Linked DNA regions of Sus scrofa: region 2 is linked to region 1. Evidence: chromatin contacts called from public HiChIP or PLAC-seq data. All regions are on one chromosome and are shown on one strand. The core of a region is the stretch at or near the end of the contact, and the rest is flanking DNA. Distances in the headings are between cores, read along the strand shown. Region 1 holds the start of ATP11B (probable phospholipid-transporting ATPase IF). Region 2 holds the start of MCCC1 (methylcrotonoyl-CoA carboxylase subunit alpha, mitochondrial).

The links. HiChIP or PLAC-seq counts read pairs in DNA pulled down with a chosen protein or histone mark.
Region 2: a contact with region 1 is called in an H3K27ac HiChIP or PLAC-seq map of alveolar macrophages. The contact joins the promoter of MCCC1 here to the promoter of ATP11B in region 1. A contact is called at or near these places in 2 of 2 datasets of contacts at active chromatin or transcription factors (alveolar macrophages and skeletal muscle).

What each region holds. Positions count from the first base shown.
Region 1 is chr13:120,726,355-120,729,054 of Sscrofa11.1, forward strand. ATP11B (probable phospholipid-transporting ATPase IF) reads left to right here and starts at 1,279. Exons shown (of 31, transcript XM_021069876.1): 1 at 1,279-1,620. The coding sequence starts at 1,594.
Region 2 is chr13:121,069,379-121,072,078 of Sscrofa11.1, forward strand. MCCC1 (methylcrotonoyl-CoA carboxylase subunit alpha, mitochondrial) reads right to left here and starts at 1,317. Exons shown (of 19, transcript XM_021069887.1): 1 at 799-1,317. The coding sequence starts at 869.

The DNA of each region.
Region 1 (2,700 bases), core at 29-2,528:
CATAAATACCCTTAAGGAAAGGCTCTATTTGTGGTGCTAGATAATCATTATATAATAAAGAATGTCTACTGAAACCAAAAGACTTGCCCAGCTCTGCTAATCTTTAGATTTCTGTTTTTGCTTAATGCAATTAAAAAAAACAAAAACAAAAACAAAACTCTCATGTGTTGAATGGTGAAGTGTGGTTTTTTTGTTTCTGTTTTTGTTTTTGTTTGTCTTTTTAGGGCTGCACCCGAAGCAAATGGAGATTCCCAGGCTAGGGGTCCAAACGAAGCTACAGCTGCCAGCCTACACCACAGCCACAGCAACTCCAGGATCTGAGCCACCTCTGGGACCTATACCACAGCTCAGGGCAGCCGGATCCTTAACCACTGAGCAATGCCGGGAATCGAACCTGCGGTCTCAGGTATGCTAGTCAGCTTTGTTTCAGCTGAGCTGTGATGGGAACTCCCCCAAAGTGTGTTTTAATTCAGCAAAATGCTGCACACACTAGGCATACAGTAACACTCAAGTTGTATAGGAGCCTGCTTTTGAACAAAGCCAGACCTGGAGCTTCATTTCAACCTTCTAGGTCAAGGCCTTGCTCCAGCTGCTTCCTACTGCTATTTAGCCACACCCTTATCTTACCTAGGTCTTGCTACTTATGGGGTGTTTTTGATTGCAGGAGTTTGGCAATTAACAGTAAACAACTACCTTCCCTCAGAAAGTATTTTTCTCCCTAATCTATTCAATTTGGCACTTGCAAGACAGAATATCTCGTCCATTGTCTGGGAAACACTGGTCCTACACTGGGCCAGGCACAAAGAAGTTGCATCTCCTTTCAAAATCACTTAAAGGTGATCACTGTTCCTCTAGCCCCAGTTCAGTCGTTTGCTAAAAAGAGCTGCATAGAGGCAAAGACTTTGGTAATTTAACTGAACCGCAACTGAAGACCTCCGGGGATTAACTTTCAGTCGCTACACTCCAGATTGCGCGTATGCGCATTGGGCGACTGGGGGAAGCAAAGAAGGCAGAAACAGACCTGCAACAGGAGGTAGAAACGTAGCAGTCAGCCAGAACCGCCCGTTTGGTAGACTGACACTCAGATGCGACTTAATCCTACCCTTGAAATAAGGGGGTGGGGGGCAGAGCTCCAACTCCGCTTCGGAACCCCGCCCTCTCCGCCAGCCCCGCCCATGCAGCCGAGCCCCGCTCCCTGACGGCTGCGAGGCGCGCCGGGCCCCTCGGTTCGCGCAATCCCTTTCGTCACATCCGGGGCGGGCCGGGGCGCCGGGGGCGGGCCCGGGTGGGGCCCGGGGCCGGGGGTGGGGTTGTGGCGGTGCTTCGGGTGACAACGGTCAATAATGAAGGTGGCTGCGGCTCGGCAGCAGGCTCGGCTGCGCCGGGTGGGGGCGGCGCCGGGGCCGCGCCTGTAGGACCTCGGGGCCGGCACGGCAAGATGCGGCCCCGGCGCGGGGAGTGAGGTGGTGGCGGCGGCGTCGAGCGGAACTTCAGCCAGAGGGGCTCTACTACTTCCCCCTCTGGCTCGTCGGCCTCCACTTGCAGCACCTCGGACCCCCAGTCCCGCGGGACCGGGAAGGCGACGGCGGGGGCATGTGGCGCTGGATTCGACAGCAGTTGGTAGGTGCCTCTGTCCCTCAGCTCCCGGACGCTCGATCCTGCTCGGCCTCTCGGGCCCGGGTGGCGGGGACGGGCCGGCGGCGCGGGCTCCCGGCTAGGCCGCGGCGGAGGCGGGCGCGGGTCCCGGAGCCGGCGAAGCCGCGCGCAGCCCCGGCACGCGTCTTGCCTCCGAGCCCGGGCTGCCGAGGCTGAGGCGGGAGGCGGCTGCTTGCTGCCCGCACTTCTCGGTTACTACCTCCTCCTCGCCTTTTATGGGCGGCTGCGGCCAGAAGCGGGGCCGGGGGTGGTCGGCGACCTCCTGAGGAACTAGGGCGAGGGAACGGAAAGAGAGTAGGTCTTGGGGAGAGAAAAGAGGTTTGTGTTTCCTGCCTCTAGCAATTTGGGACGCGTTTGAGTGGAGGGGAAGGACTTGTCTTCAGCCCCTTCTCACTGTTTTCAAGGTTGCCTAAAGGAGGGTAGCTTATCTAGTCTAACCACTCTCAACGAAAATGTTACCCAACGTCTGGGTGAGGGAAAGAAAGAATTTTCCAACACCCTGTCTAGTTTAGAAGATAAGTACGGTAGTTATGAAGGACTGTTTTCCTTTATACCTTGTCCTCACCCAACCCCAAGTGAAACTTGGAAGGCAAACCTTACTTTTTTCCGTTCTCCTCCAGGCGGTTTGGAGAAGACCGGTTGGGAACCAGTGCTTAACTTTTCAGTTTTATGGAACATTTGTAGAAAAATAGACTCTTAGAAAAGGGTGATTTAAGGCATATAAAAAGTGCCACCTTTCTCAGAATTAATTCACAGAGAAAAATTTCTTGCCTCCTGGCAACTACAGCCCTCAAAATACAGCAGTAAGGCATCAGTGACAATTAGGACAGAAATTGCTCCTGGCTGAAGAAGCCTAGCCTTGTCTCCATGTTGAGGTCTGTTACTGGTTGATGCTTAATTTCTAAATCGCATTAGTAATTAAATGCTTCTACGATCGGTGTTCTCATTTACTAATTCAAAAGGCAGTGAGGCAAAAATGATTTTCATGGGACTGTAAAGATTTTGTGGGACTAAAGCATTGATACCTCTATTTGCCTGCTCCAG
Region 2 (2,700 bases), core at 67-2,566, 340 kb after region 1:
CCATGAGGACGCAGGTTCGATCCCTGGCCTTGCTCAGCGGGTTAAGGATCCAACGTCGCCCTGAGCTGTGGTGTAGCCCGACAGCTACAGTTCTGATTCCACCCCTAGCCTGGGTGCTGCCCTAAAAAGACTTAAATAAATAAATAAATACATAAATAAAACAAACCGGATCTGAAGTCAGGTTAGCTAGAGTGATTATCTAAAAGTTTTGTTTAAACTTGTGTACAAAGCTTCTGGCCAAACACCCTCTCAGCCCTTTGGGAGATAAGTTTGCTTTTGTTAACTTGATTCATTTCAGCAAAGAAAAAGAACTCCAAAAGTGTTCCCCTGAACATAAAGAGGCTTCAGGGCATCCTGGCGCCATTTCTTACTACTAGTGTAAACTAGAGCGAGCCGCGACGCTTTCGGACTTCACCAAAAAGCGCGATGATAACAGCGCTTCCCACACAAGAAATTCAGCGAAAACACTAAGTTAAAGGTTAGGAGCCGTGTAAGCATTACGCTTGTCCCTATGGCGAGCGGAGCATGGAGACAGCAGGCCCAGCCTCCCCACTCCCCCCCTCCTCAAAAACGGGCAGAAGGCTGAAGGGTGGCTGTGTGGAAGGGAGAAGAAAAGGAAGGGCTGGGCGGGTCTCCCTCCTTAGGCCGAGAATGAAGCAGAAACTCCCCAAGTGCGCCGGAATTTTCCTTCCGTCCTCCCCTCCTCCCAGTCGACTCTCTGTCCCTCCACGCCTCCACAGGGCTTTAGAGTTCATTCCCGCCCCAACACGGAACCGAGGCCCCTCCACCCGCCGTTACCTCGGCGGCAGCAGCAAGCTCGTGACTCGCTGCGTCAAGAGCAACACAGACACCGCAGAGGCCGCCGCCATGTTCCTGCAGCCCCGCAGCCCGCTGGCTCCTAAACATACAGCTGCGTCCCATTCACTGCAAAACCCTGCCTCGGTTGCTCCAGTGCGTGGTCTTCTGCCGGCCACAGTCCAGGTCAAAGCAAACCAATAGGCCAACCGTGGTGTGGTGGGGGCGTCTCCACCAGAACCAATCAAAGAACCGAGGAGGGCTTCGGTGGCGGCGATTGGTCGGGCCACGTGTCCCGGGGTTATCCTGCTTCCTCCGCCCCGCCCCTTGTACCAACGAGAGGAAGGGTCAGCTAAAACCCGGAGTTCTGTCTTCCCTAGGCTTTTGGCTATCCTTCTTTCTGGAACCGTCCTTCGGACTTTTATCCTTAAAGCCGCGAGAAAGCGGGCGAGACGGAGTCGTGGGGGAAAGTAAACGGGGTGGAGAGCATGATAATCAAATTTTCTAGTGATCTCAAGAACGAATGAAATAAATAACTAAAATTAAATTTAAGGCGTTCGCTTGTGGCTCAGCGGGTTAAGAATCCCATCGGTAGGGTTGCAGCAGTGGGGAGGGTTCGATCCCTGGCCCAGGAGCTTCCATATGCCTGGGGTGGGGCAAAAAAATAAAATTTAGCTAGAAGTTTAAAACCACTTGAGATTTCTTTTGGTTTTGGTATTTTGTCGTTTTGTGGAAGTTCGCAGACACCAGAGCGGTGACTAGAGCTGAGCCCTTTAACCTGCTGTACCACAAGGGAAATTCTAAAAATACCCGAGCATCAAAAAAAAAAAAAAAAAAAAAGTCAAATTGAATGCAGGATATCAAGGAAATAAAAGTACTGAAAACACAGCATATAAATGCTTATTTGCTATAGCTCAAATCAGGCTTATAGGAAATTTATAGTGAAAGTGAATCAATCTCCAGTTCAAGGTTTAGGAAGGATACATTAGGAAAGCAGAATAAATCAGTAAAGATAAAAAACAAAAAATGAATCAAGGAGTTACCATCGTGGTGCAGCTGAAATGAATCTGACTAGGAACCAAGAGGTTGCTGGTTCCATCCCTGGCCTCACTCAATGGGCTAAGGATTCAGCATTGCCATGAGCTGTGGTGTGGGTCACAGATGTGGCTCTGATCCTGTGTTGCTGTGGCTGTGGTGTAGGCTGGCAGCCATAGTTCTGAGTCACCCTTAGCCTGGGAACCTCCATATGCTGCGCAGGGTACAGCCCTAAAAAGCAAAAGCAAAAATAAAAACAAAGAAATGAATTGAGAGAACTAACATGAAACAAATCTGACTAGGATCCATGAGGACACAGGTTCAATCCCTGGCCTCGCTCAGTGGGTTAAGGATCTGGTGTTGCTGTGGCTGTGGCTGTGGTGTAGGACAGCAGCTATAGCTCGGATTCGACCCCTAGCCTGGGAAGCCCCATATACTGTGAGTGCAACCTTAACATAAAAGACAAAAAAAAAAAAAAAAAAGAGAGAGATAAGTGATTAAATATAAAAAAGTGAAAGCATAAAAGTGCTAGAAGGTATCATGAGATATCTTTTTTTTTTTTTTTTGGTTTTTGGTTTTTAGGGTCACACCCCCGGCATATGGAGGGTCCCAGACCAGCGGTCAAATTGGAGCCACAACTGCCAGCCTACACCACAGCTACAGCAACACCAGATCCAAGCCATGTCTGCGACCTACACCACAGCTCACGGCAACGCCAGGTCCTTAACCCACTGAATGAGGCCAGGGATTGAACTGGACACCTCATGGTTCCTAGTTGGATTTGTTTCCTCTGTGCAACAACAGGAACCCCGTCATGGGATATCTTAAAGGTTTTTCTAAGTCTAACACAATACTCAGAAACTGTAACAG